4 separate regions of the Sus scrofa genome follow, and all the other regions are linked to region 4. A link is a contact called in public Hi-C and HiChIP or PLAC-seq data. All regions are on one chromosome and are shown on one strand. Each heading gives the region's core, a stretch centred on a gene start, on an enhancer-like site or on the middle of the called end of the contact. The rest is flanking DNA. Distances are from core to core; before and after follow the strand shown. Region 1 holds the start of FLAD1 (FAD synthase). Region 2 holds the start of FDPS (farnesyl diphosphate synthase). Region 3 holds the start of PMVK (phosphomevalonate kinase). Region 4 holds the start of SLC50A1 (sugar transporter SWEET1).

Region 1 (2,952 bases), core at 72-2,571, 150 kb before region 4:
ATATCGTTATTACTAATACAGATCATTTCGCATATGGCTTATGTAATTGGGAAAGCCCGATTTTTTTTTTTTTTTTTTTTTTTTTTTTTCTTTTTGAGCTGAGATTCTTTGAGTTGGAAGAAACACGGGGCTTATTGAGAAAGAAGGGACTAGAAGCCTGGCTCTACCATTCACTGTGGTGTTTCTGCGGTTGTTTGGGATAGTAAATTCAGGCCAGGTGTGGTTCAACAGTGCTCCAGATGAATGAATTTTAGACTTTTAGGAAAGAGTGTCGTCAGCATGACAGGAGGGTTTGTTAAATGCAGATCTCAAGCCCCACCTAAACCTCCAGAATCCCATAGATTTAATCAGCACATTAAAAAGGCCCCCCCTTATGATTCATGAGTATTAGGGTTTAAGAAGTACTTTTTAGACTAAAAGCAAGTGAAATAAGAGGAAGCTAGAATAATATGATAATCCAAAATAGACACATGGCACTCCCTAGTCACTGCCCTCACTTGTACCCACAAGACCAATTAACTGGGAGAGGTTATGTTTAAAGAACCATCTGGAACAAGGTGGGGCAAGACTTTTTCTTGTCGAAGAGGTTTAAGTAATTAGCTTTATTGTTTATAACAGGGACAAATGAAAGTTCCATACACTAAAAGCTCACCTCCAGGATCTTGCTACCTCACAGGCAATGCTGCCAATTTTTTTGGTGTCCGTGCAACTTCCATCTGCTACAATATAAAATCCCCTCTGATATTAGCCCCTGACCCCTTAGAATGAGTCATCTGTTAATGAATAACAGATATGCATACAAGAATCTGAATACAGGAGTTCCCGTCGTGGCTCAGCAGTTAACGAACCCGACTAGCATCCATGAGGGCGCGGGCTTGGTCCCTGTCCTCGCTCAGTGGGTTAAGGATCTGGCGTTGCCGCGAGCTGTGGTATAGGTTGCAGACGCGGCTCGGATCTGGCGTTGCTGTGGCGTAAGCCGGCGTCTACAGCTCCAGTCGGACCCCCAGCCTAGGAACCTCCATATGCCGCAGGTGCGGCCCTAAAAAGACAGGCCCAAAAAAAAAAAAGAAATATGAACACAGAAAGGAGATTAGAGTCAAGCCTCCCTTTACTTCCACCACCAGACAGGAAACCCCAAAGCCCTTAAAGCACCTGCACCCCTCATCGCTCCTTTCACTCCAGAGACGCCCCAAATCCCGCCCCGAGGGAAAAGAAGCCCCGCCCCCGACTGAAGGCCAGCCCCCACGTTTCCGGGTAAGGGGTGACCACGTGGTTGTCACCAATAACAACCCAGCACTACTCCCGCCCACTGGCTACAGCTCTCGAGCGATGATCGACTACACCAATGGGCCCTTAGAAGTAGTCTGAGCGACAGCCAAAATGACCAATTAATACGAGGTAGGTATGAGTCTAAGGCGGGACTCTGAGTACGGAAGCTGCCCCGAAACAGGAGGAGAGAGGGAAAGACCCGGTGAAAGGGCAAGAGGCAGGTGAGAACCTGGAAAAGCTCAGTAGTCTGAAGCGTGGCGGGAAGAGACAGTATTCCGGGCTGGAAAGGGTGCGGAAGGCTGCAGAAGAAGGGGCTGAGTTCTGGTTGGGGGTGGAGGGAGGGAACGCATTTAAAGGGGCCAAGGCCCAGGCTAAGGTAGACATTTAAAGGAACAGGTGCGGTAAAGAGAAGAGACATTTATTTAAAGGCGCAGATGCGCAAGGTAGAGCGGACCCTAGAGGAGCCGAGTTCGGCGGGCAGAAGACATTTAAAGTGGTAGATGTTCTGGAGGGAACATTTTCAGGAGACTAGAACCGAGCCTAGAAAACATAAAAAGAGGTATGGGCTAGGGTTTGAGAGCAGGTTTATTAAAGGGGCCGGTGTAAAGGAGTCGATTGTCAAGGGCCTAATGAGGAAGACGGTGCACTCCTGCTCTCCCCTATTGTCCTTTCTGGCTCCTCCAGGTTCCCTCGACCCCGGAACCCCTGTTCCCAGGCTATGACCCCCAGTGCCCTGTAGATCTGGCGGGCCCCCAGTGCTTGCGACCCCTATTTTGGGGTCTGGGTGGCTACTGGAGGGCCTTGCGGAGGGGCAGAGAAGGCAGGACCATGGCATCTAGGGCCTCTGAACCTCCCCCAGGGCGCAGCGTGACGGCGGGCATCATCATTGTTGGAGATGAGATCCTCAAGGTGTGTCTGGGACAGAAGAGGGGGGAGGGTGCAGCGTTCTCCTAACACGTTCTGTTAAGGGAGGGTGAACCAGGGTGGGAGCCCCCCTTGCTACCGTAGGGTCCTGGAGTGAGTCCAGTATATTGCAGGAAGAGTGACCTTCATTTATTCAATTACTCTGCTGAAAAACTTGTAGCAAAGTCCCTATAATTAGCCATGCTGTGTGGGAGGGGAGGAGAGGCTTTAACAGCAATGATGAGGAGGAATTCCGGGTGTGGCACAACGGGGATAGGCGGCTGCTTCTCTGGAGCGCTGGGCCACAGGTTCCAGTCCTGGCTGGCATAGTGGGATACAGTGGGTTAAGGATCCAGAAGTGCCGCAGCTGGACCATAGGTCACAACTGCTGCTCAGATCTGATCCCTGGCCTGAGAACTCCATATGCAGTGGGGTGGTGGGAAAAAAAAAAATGACAAGGAGTCCCATGTATACAGGAGGTATTATTTCAGAGTTATAGCCAGCCTAACTGGAAAATGATCCGAGGCATTCAGCAGAGTAGCTAAGTGGGATGGAAGGAAAGTACCAGAAGGGAGAAATCCCTTCTGAATGATCAAGGAAGTCTCATGAGAGGTCACGGTGAGCATCAGGTTCACAGTAGTACTATTACGTGCTTACTAGGGCCTGGCAGCGTGCTTATTACATGGCCTGTGTGGTTTTACTGATCCTCACAACAACCCCATGACGTGGGTATTTTTACTGTCAATATCAATGAATAGATTATGAGAATAAGGCTCAGAG
Region 2 (3,167 bases), core at 628-3,127, 150 kb after region 4:
AGCTCTAGTAGCTTTATGGATTTTATATATACAGGGTCATAGCGTCTCTGAAACAGATTTTATTCTTTTCCAATTTGGCTGTACAATGTCGAACAGCAATGGTTAAAGCAGATATTCTTGCACACTGATTTTGTTCCATAGTGACAAAATCATTTATGTTTTATGTGGTTTGGAGTTTCAGGCATCTTTCTAGGTGGATCAAGTTACTGGGATTTGGGAAGGTTAATGGAGAAAGAGCCAACAGTGTGAAGCCGTGTGTGTGTGTTCTGCTGAGTTTTATCTTTCTTGGGCACTTAAAGCACTTTATATACTTCATCTCTCACGGGGTTTTCCTCATTTAACAAATGAGGGAAGTCTGTTTTAATTACGTTAACTGAGGCTCCGAGAAGTTCTATGATTTGCTTAAGTGGTCCTTCTGGAGTTTTAGTAATGTGCCACTCAATTGCACAGGAAGATAATGAAAACTGAAATGTAGTAAAGGCAACAGCTGGGAGCGTAGGAAACTCCCAGCCTGCTTCCCATTTGCCACAGCAGCCTCTAATCTTGGCCCACTCTACCTCCTTCTAGCTGTGGGCCCCGGGGTGCTGCACTTCCATTGGCTGTGGGTTACAGGGCCTCATACTCATACGAGGGAAAACATCCAATCAGAGTGGCTCGTCTCCACCCTGCCAGTACACGCTAGATTGCGTTGTAGTTGTCCCTCCCGTGGCATGCCGGGAATTGTAGTTTACTGGGCCTTTCTGCCTATAGCGAAAAGAGATGGAGAACTACTAGTCCCAGAGAGCTGAGCGTTGAGGAGTCCGGTTTTTAGGCATACCCCAGCAATTCTCTGGATCCACAACCGGCATCCAGGAACAGGTGAGAGAGGTCTCGGGCAGGGAGTGGAGGCACGGGTTAGAAACTCAGCCTTACTTCTGTAGTGATACTTTGAGGCACAGGAGGACCAGTACGTTGTGCTGGAGTTCCCCCGCTTTGGGGGTTGGTGGGACCGACTGGCTAACCTCATGGATGTGAAAAACTCCCATCCCTGTCCTGTGCTTTCCTGGAACCCTCAGTGTAACTGCACATTGGTTTGCTCTTCTACTGCGAACTCTCCCCACCTGCCCACTGTTGTTCTGAGGTTGTCTGCATAGTTCTAGTCTGTAAAGGCTTAGGACACCCAGTCCCAGAGCCTCAGACCACATGTCCATAGCACCCAGGGGTTCCTGTTTCATGTCTCTTCATCTCACAGACTCTGTACCCCTCTTTCTGGCTACTGGGAAGACCTGGATTCTAGGTTTGGTACCCACGTCCTAGGTATCTTCCTACCTCCTAGAGGCTCAGCTTGACTTATATAAAATAGGTTGATTTAAGGGTCTTCCTAGCCCCCAGTTCTGAATTCCTTTACTCTAGACTCTTCTCTCTGTACTCCAGGACTTGGGAAGCAGCCAGGGGTGTAGCAATTCCAGAGAATCCCTGGAGGGGAGGCATTGATGGTTGAAAAGGATAAAGTTAGGTGGCAATAAGTTTTAGTCACCTTTTTTTTCTTTTTGGCGACACCTATGGCATGTGGAAGTTCCTAGGCCAGGGATCCAACCTGCCCACAACAGTGACAAGACTGGGTCCTTAACCACTAGGCCACCAGGAAACTCCAAGTTCTAGCCATCATATTTTAAGTGCAGTTAGTTTATTCTCAGTCACCCAGCTGTACTTTTTGTTCCCCACATTTTTTTTTTTCCCTGTAAATGCCCTCAATCTCATACCAGGAGAAAGTGGGGCCTTCTGGCTATGGAGGTAAAAGTTCGGGGAGGTGACCTGGGGAGCTGCCAACGTGCATCTGCCTTTGGTGCTTGCTCCTGCAGGGAGTGCTCAGTGCCCCTTCCCTGTACCACCCCCCATGCTGCCCCTGTCCCGCTGGCTGAGATCTGTGGGGCTCTTCTTGCTGCCAGCCCCCTGCTGGGTGCCCCGGGAGAGGTGGCTGGGTCCCCTACGGCGGCCCTCCCTGGTGCACGGGTGCCCAGTCCTGGGGGCATGGCACAGTGCTCGCTGCTGGTGCCAAGCGTGGACAGAGGAGCCTCGGTGAGTTTGGTGGGGGTGAGGGGCCTTGGGGAGGGGAGCAGCTGTTCAGGTTTCTGACTTGTCCTCCCTCTCCTCAGAGCATTTTACTCCTCCCTCAGAATGAACGGAGACCAGAAATTGGACGCTTATGCCCGAGAAAGGCAGGATTTCATCCAGCACTTCTCCCAGATCGTCAAGGTGCTGACTGAGGAGGACATCGGGCACCCAGAGATAGGAGATGCTGTTGCCCGACTCAAGGAGGTGAGGGATTTATGACTGGAGAGAGTCTTTGCTCTCTCTGCATGTGTGGGATCCAGCTCTGGCTTTTGGGGGACTTTTGGCAGGGGTGGGAGCAGGGTTTTACCTGAGCGTTTCTGGGTGCCCTCTGGAGGTGCAGGTATACTTAGCCCAGTAGTCCTGCCTGGTGGTTCTTTTGGGCCATCCGCACTGCTTTGAATAAGGGTGGAGGGCCCTGGGGGTGAGGCATTAGGCATCCAGAAATAATGAGGGGCTACCTTGGCAGGGACCTGGGAGGAAGGCAGTCTGAGATGGGCTTGGGTGAAGCTAGTGCATCAGAAACTCCTGCTCTAGGACAAGAACTATTGCTGAGATACTTAAGTTGCCTTATTGTTTTATTCCTTTTTTTTTTTTTTTTTTAAAGGGCCACAAGTGTGGCATATGGAAGTTCCCAGGTTAGGGGTCTTATTAGAGCTGCAACCACAGCAACACCTGATCCTAGCCATGTCTGACTTACACCACAGCTCATGGCAGCACCTGATCCTTAACCCACTGAGCAAGGCCAGGGATTGAACCTGTGTCCTCATGGATACTAGTTTGCGTGCATTACTGCTAAGCCACAATGGGAACTCCTAATTCTTTTATTCTTTTAGAGTATCTAGTAATTCTTACTATAAATGCTCTCTCATTTGTCTGAGGGGAACTAAGGAGAAGGGGGTGTGTCTACACTGGGATGGAGATTAAAAGGGAAGTCTTCCCAGTGAATTAGATCTAAGGGCAGCCAACGGCACAGAGGTCCCAGCAGGACATGCCATTGGAGGAGTGGGGGACGGGTCCTCCACCCTATGGTCTCCTCCAAGATTTCCTCTGGCCGACTTTGGGTGGGTGGGTGG
Region 3 (3,197 bases), core at 44-2,543, 200 kb before region 4:
CATGGTGCCCCAAAGCAACCTCCTGGTACCCCCACCACACTGGCCCTCAAGAGGACCTGGCTTCTGTGCTCTCCAGGGCCGCATCTCAGCAAAAGTGCTCCCACACCGAACATCTTACTTGGAGAGAAAACCTGAGCAAAAGGTATTATCTGGAGAAGCAGTGGGATAAAGCAGAAGGAATTCATTCCTTGGAGCTAGACTAAAGCTGAATTTGAGTCCTGGATCTGCCAATTACTTTGTGCTCCTGGCAAGTCTGGGTCTGGGTTTTGGGGTTTGCTTGCTTGTTTGTTTTTTTGCCATTTCTTGGGCTGCTCCCACAGTACATGGAGGCTAGGGGTCTAATCGGAGCTGTAGCTGCCAGCCTACGCCACAGCCACAGCAACGGGAGATCCGAGCCTCCTCTGTGACCTACACCACAGCTCACAGCAACACCAGATCCTTAACCCACTGAGCGAGGCCAGGGATCGAACGCGCAGCCTCATGGTTCCTAGTCAGATTCGTTAACCGCTGTGCCACAACGGGAACTCCTGTTTTGTTTTGTTTTGTTTTTTAACTTTTCAGAGTGTGGGTTTCTTCATTTGTGAAACGGAGATACTGACGAATAAGACCACACAGTACCTAACAAAGAAATTTTGAGAATTAAATTATATATCCATACAGTATTTGGCACACAATAAAGGCTCAAATAAACCCCAGGTCCTAGGTGATTGTGGGGCAAAGATTTGTCTTTGGAGTCAGACACACTGGGGTGTGGGCTGAGAAAATTCCTTTATTTGTGACTCAATTTCCTCATCTGTAACAGTTACCTGGCAACACTGTCTGGAAGACTGGGAGTGGTTTATAAAAAGTGCCTTTTTTATAACTTCTTTATGCTTCTTGGAGAGACCTAACAGCTTACAGCTTCTGGAGAGGTGGGCCCCTGGTTCTTTGAGGAGGGCTGTGTGTAGATTCTCTTCAACGTGATGGTGACAATCCTGCACCTCTCGCCGCCCAGGGCTCCCCCTGCCCAGCAACATGAGGACCCCCTACGCAAAGTACACTCTATCACACCCAAACACACCCCTCGTGTCACGTGACTGGGGATCTCCCCGGTCCTCCTCCGTCCCGGCCCCACGGACACCTGCTCTGCAGCGCCTCGGTCACGAAGTCCTTCCCGGATTTCCTCTTCCCGCTGAAAAGCAGCACCAACCGCGGGACGCTTCCCAGGGGTGCCATGGGGCCGCTACGCTTTGCGATCCCTACAGCGGATCCTGAACCCTTACCCCTTAAATCGAGCCACCCGGCACAGAATGGACGCGGCCACTGGATGGAGCGGCAACAAGAAGGGGTTCCGCCCGCCCGTCTTCTCCATGGCCGTGGAGAGGATGGTCAACCTGCACAAGTGCTTCTGTGCCTTTACACTAAAGCCTACATAAATGGACTGTGGAGAGAAAGAAGGTTAAGTCCCTGGGCAGCTTTCTCCCCTAAAGAAGCTCCCCTGCCAGAACTCATTTGGAACAGTCCAACCCGCCCAGACTCTAACGTCACGGCCTCGCCTTCTGAGCTGACGCTCGTGACACGTGAGGGGGCGGGAATTGGACGCGACTATTTTCCTCCGAGGAGGAGTGACATCTTAAAATGTCCGAAGTGACCCTCACGCTGTCTTCCACACCGTCCTAAAAAATTGTGAAAAAAAAGAATAAACGTGTTCATATTGCAGACGTTTTCAAAACTGCCTTTTTATCTGTGCATTTTAATGTACGTGTAAAGCCAATCCTTATATGCCCCACAGTGAAAATGGGTGTTTCTGGAGACGAAACCTGGCGAGGACTCGAGAGGTGTGTCTGGTGACGTCATGCTGGGGGTGGGACTTAGTCAAAAGACCTGATTTTATTGTTAAGCCGGTTTGAAAACCGGAGGGGTCGATGTGTTCGACCCTTTAAGGCCCGCGAGAAAATTCTCATCGCTTTTCTAGCCGCATCCTTCACTCCAAAGATTTTCGGAATCCACAGAGCTTGGAATGACTATAGAATAAGTTAAAAGGGGGCTTTGAAGCCACTTCTGGAAATTACCTAGTTTTATGTGGAGTCCAGCTCTCAGCCAGGAGTTCTAGGGGGAAAAATAAGGGATGCTGATCTGTCCCTTCCCTGAATTCCCAGTCCTGCCTCTGCTCCCAGCGGTTGACAGCCAGCCCGTTAAGCAATCAGAATTTCTTTTTTTTGTTTTATGTATTTAATTATTTTGCTTTTTAGAGCCGCACCGGGGCATATGGAAGTTCCCAGGCTAGGAGTGGAAGCAGAGCTGTAGCTACCTGCCTACACCACATCCCCAGCAATGCTGGGTCTGCGACCTACACCGCAGCTCGTGGCAACGCCAGATCCTTAACCCACTGAGCGAGGCCAGGAATCGTGGCCTCATGGATACTAGTCGGATTCGTTTCCGCTGAGCCACAAGGTGAACTCCTGCAAGTGGAGTTTCTTTAGCTCTGGCTCTGTCACAGCTGTCCGGTAGTTCTCTGAGCTTGTCAACACAGGGCCTGCGACCCATTACTGCCTCCATCTTACAAGCTATAAGGTCATGTGCAGAGAAATGAGATGGAAAGACCTTCTTTGAGAGAAACCATTAATTCACTGAATATTGAAAACATGGCACAGGAGAAGCTGTGGACATTGAATGATCAATGGTCAGATACACAAAGATTGGACTTTGGGAAGGTCTTTTTTTTCTTGTAAACAACTCTGAAAGCAGTACACTCATCTGGGAATTTAGAGGGCAGCTAGAGGGGAGTTGTAATCCCAGCTTTGACTCTTAGCGGGAACGTGACCGTCAGCAAGTCACTCTGAGTTCATCATTGATAATGCACACCTCGCTGGGTTGCAATAAGAAGGAAATGAGGACAACACATGCTAAAAAACAATGAAAATGCTTTGGAGAGTTCCCGTCGTGGCTCAGCAGAGATGAATCTGACTAGGAACCATGAGGTTGTGCATTCGATCCCTGGCCTCCCTCAGTGGGTTAAGGCTCCGTTGTTGTCGTGAGCTGTGGTGTAGGTCGCAGATGTGGCTCAGATCCTGTGTTGCTGTGGCTGTGGTGTTGGCTGGCAGTTATAGCTCCAATTCGACCCCTAGCCTGGGAACCTCCATATGCCTCGGGTGCAGCCCTAAAAAGAAAAAAGGAAAAAAAAAAAGCTTTGGATATTCTCAAGTGCCGTCCAAATA
Region 4 (2,870 bases), core at 285-2,784:
CTCCGAGCTTGGCAAAGATGCCCCTCCCAGAGAGAGCCACGATGGCCAGATGAACTGACTGAAGGAAAAACAAGACGGAACCCAACATAAGTGTCCGTGAGGATGTGGATTAGATCTCTGGCCTCGCTCAGGGGGTTAAGGATCCGGCGTGGCTGCAAGCTGTGGTGTAGGTCACAAATGCGGCTCGGATCCAGTAGTGCTGTGGCTGAGCCAAGGACAGGAGAAGCAGCATGCTTGGGCTAACCCAGCATCTCTCCCAGGACTGTCCTCTGTGGCGCTGTCACAGAGAGGTTTGTAGCCAGGCACTGCATCCTCTCCCATCCTGGGGCAGCATTTCCCAGAGCTGTGCCAGCAGGGGGGCTGTGCCAACCTGGTCTTAAGGTGTATCTGTAAGGGCAGGGCCCACACACACACAGTCTGTGCCTAGACTAAAGCCTGAGGGGCAGGGCCCACATGTACAGAATCTGCATATGAACTTTCTGTGTCTGTGCTGATTTCTACAACTGGAACTTTTTTATACTGTGTTCTTTGTCTCAAAATAAAGTGATGTGTTTGGTTTTTCAGACTTGCTTTTTTGCCCCTCCATCCTGATTTAAGTCCCTGCTATTTGCTAGGCTCTGTGTTATACCAGTAGGAACTGGGTTTGAATTTGCTCCTCACTCACCCAAAAGGGTGAGGTGTTTCCTCCCCTGAGGGTTGTCCAGGACAGGAGTGCTCCCCACGAGAATGTCTCAGGCCCTAGCCTGCTCCCCACTCTGGAAGTTCTTTCTGTCCAACCTCTGCCCCACTCCCACCCTCTCCGCGCTGGGCTTTGGCATACTGTTCAGGTACTCATTCTGCAGGGTGAGTCAGAGCAGCCGCTCAGGGGAACGCCAGCTGAGGCATGTGGCCCGCCCCACAGCCCCGCCAGCGGAGGCTGCCGTGTGTGGGAGGCTGGGAGGGAAAGTTCCCAGCAGCAAGTCGGTTGGACTAGGGGGTCAGTGATACACGCTTGGCCAGTGGGTTGGCCAAGTCACGGAAAGTTGGCAGTGTGGCTGAAGGGGGAGGGCAGCTCACAAAGACTCGGTGATTCCTGGCAATCCCTGTTATTTAGGGAAAAGACCGGAAAGAGGCTTCAGCAAATGAGGAAAAAAATCTCCCAAGCTCTGGGCAACTGAAATTCCGAGCCGGGGCTCTGCCTGGGGAGCGTGTCGAAGTCTGCCTAGCAAGCTGCTGTTTTGGAGTTCTACCACGTAGGCTTTCGGGCCTGTGGGAAAGAGTTGAGGCTGGGGGGCTAGGGATCCAGGGGGTCAGCAGAGAGTGTGGAGCGGTTGGTCCCGGGGACAAATACGCCAAACCTTAGGAAGGAGACCGGCGGGAAAAGAGAGCAACTTGAACCCCCGCAAACCCACGAGCCGACAGCCAGGCGGGTGGGGGCGGGACGGGCGCTCGGAGGGGCGGGGCCTGAGTTCCTGCTTGACGTCCTAGGGGTGGGCCGGGTTCCGGTTTAATTTCCGGGGGGGACGGCCGAGGGCGCAGGGGCGGGGCCGGGGGCGCGGAGGGGCGGGGCTCCGGCGTCGCGGGCTCAGGATCCCGCAAGCTGGTGTCCAGCGCAGAGCGCGAGATCCGGCTCGGGGAGGGATGGAGGCGGGCGGATTGGCGGACTCGCTCCTTTCCGGAGCTTGCGTGCTCTTCACCCTCGGCATGTTCTCCACCGGCCTGTGAGAAGCGTGGACGGGCTGGGCTGGGGCAGGACCAGGAAATCGGGAGAGGAGAAACAGGGGACAGAGACGTGGCGGCAGCCTCAGGCTGCATCCGGAACCTAGAGTCAAAGTGGAATCGGGTCGAGGGGGCCGGGGGACAGGGGCGAGGCCAGTCACTTAACCTGAGGGAGAAGGCCAGGATGCTGAGGGCGGGACCCGGGGGGGGGGGGGCGGCGTCTGCAGTTGTCCGGGGAAAATGACAGGCATCGGGGATCTTGACGCCCCGGCAGCCTGGTTCTCCCGTTCCACCTCTCCCCCCTACCTTTCGGGGCCCCGTTACAGCTCGGACCTCAAGCACATGCGGATGACCCGGAGCGTGGACAGTGTCCAGTTCCTGCCCTTTCTCACCACGGATGCCAAGTGAGAGGGGCGATGCCTGCGTCGGGAAAGGCTTCTGAGGGAGGTTGGGGAGGGGTAAGGAGGAATGTGGAGGAGGCCCCTCGGGTCCCCCGCCCACCCTCCACCCTGCGGACGAATGTCCCTCCCCTCCACCCTGCAGCAATCTGGGCTGGCTGAGTTATGGGGCCTTGAAGGGAAACGGGACGCTAATCGTCGTCAATGCTGTGGGTGCTGTGCTTCAGACCCTGTATATCTTGGTGTATCTGCACTACTGCCATCGGAAGGTAGAGGCCCTTCATCTCTGCTGCACGCCCTGCCTTGCCTTACTGGCAAGGCAAACACTGCTTCCTAGAAGACTGTAACAGGTTGGCACTGCCACCTTTTCCTGGAAGACCCCTCCAGCCTTGCAGTCCTCCTTCCTCCATGAGGCTAGCCTTCTGGGATGCACATATGGTCCCCCATTCTGGCAAGGCCAATAGCTCTGCCTAGCCTGATAGTGCCTTGCTGCCCAACAGAGTGAAAGGGATTTTTTTTGTCTCCATGTTTCCTTCAGAGCCAAGGCCAGTGGCTGAGAGTGAGATGATTAGCTCTGCTTCCTCATTCACACAAGCATTAAACTCCTACTCTGTGTAGCAAGCTCACCAAACCAAACAACAAAAAAGATATACTTTTCCCTCCCCTAGACACCTTCAGTATGGTGGGGGGATCAGATATGTGCTACAGTCACTGGTAGGAAAGAGGCTGTGACATGTGCAATACAGGAGGCTTAGACAATGGGTGGCTCCCTCA

Evidence for each region. Hi-C and Micro-C count contacts between places; a contact is called where the count stands out from the background. HiChIP or PLAC-seq counts read pairs in DNA pulled down with a chosen protein or histone mark.
Region 1: a contact with region 4 is called in a Hi-C map of liver, with 7 times the contacts expected there. The contact joins the promoter of FLAD1 here to the promoter of SLC50A1 in region 4. A contact is called at or near these places in 1 of 5 promoter capture datasets (liver) and 3 of 47 Hi-C or Micro-C datasets (embryonic fibroblasts, epiblast stem cells and liver).
Region 2: a Hi-C map of epiblast stem cells shows a contact between it and region 4, with 2.3 times the contacts expected there. The contact joins the promoter of FDPS here to the promoter of SLC50A1 in region 4. A contact is called at or near these places in 1 of 5 promoter capture datasets (liver) and 1 of 47 Hi-C or Micro-C datasets (epiblast stem cells).
Region 3: a contact with region 4 is called in an H3K27ac HiChIP or PLAC-seq map of alveolar macrophages. The contact joins the promoter of PMVK here to the promoter of SLC50A1 in region 4. A contact is called at or near these places in 1 of 47 Hi-C or Micro-C datasets (liver) and 1 of 2 datasets of contacts at active chromatin or transcription factors (alveolar macrophages).

What each region holds. Positions count from the first base shown.
Region 1 is chr4:94,811,881-94,814,832 of Sscrofa11.1, reverse strand. It overlaps FLAD1 (FAD synthase), which reads left to right and starts at 1,321. Exons shown (of 8, transcript XM_001929375.6): 1 at 1,321-1,490; 2 at 1,954-2,178. The coding sequence starts at 2,098.
Region 2 is chr4:94,512,404-94,515,570 of Sscrofa11.1, reverse strand. FDPS (farnesyl diphosphate synthase) reads left to right here and starts at 1,877. Exons shown (of 10, transcript NM_001185131.1): 1 at 1,877-2,058; 2 at 2,136-2,298. The coding sequence starts at 1,877.
Region 3 is chr4:94,859,764-94,862,960 of Sscrofa11.1, reverse strand. PMVK (phosphomevalonate kinase) reads right to left here and starts at 1,293. Exons shown (of 5, transcript NM_001168416.1): 1 at 1,121-1,293. The coding sequence starts at 1,215.
Region 4 is chr4:94,664,150-94,667,019 of Sscrofa11.1, reverse strand. It overlaps SLC50A1 (sugar transporter SWEET1), which reads left to right and starts at 1,534. Exons shown (of 7, transcript XM_003125719.3): 1 at 1,534-1,700; 2 at 2,025-2,102; 3 at 2,242-2,365. The coding sequence starts at 1,621. It also overlaps a transcript of EFNA1 not described here.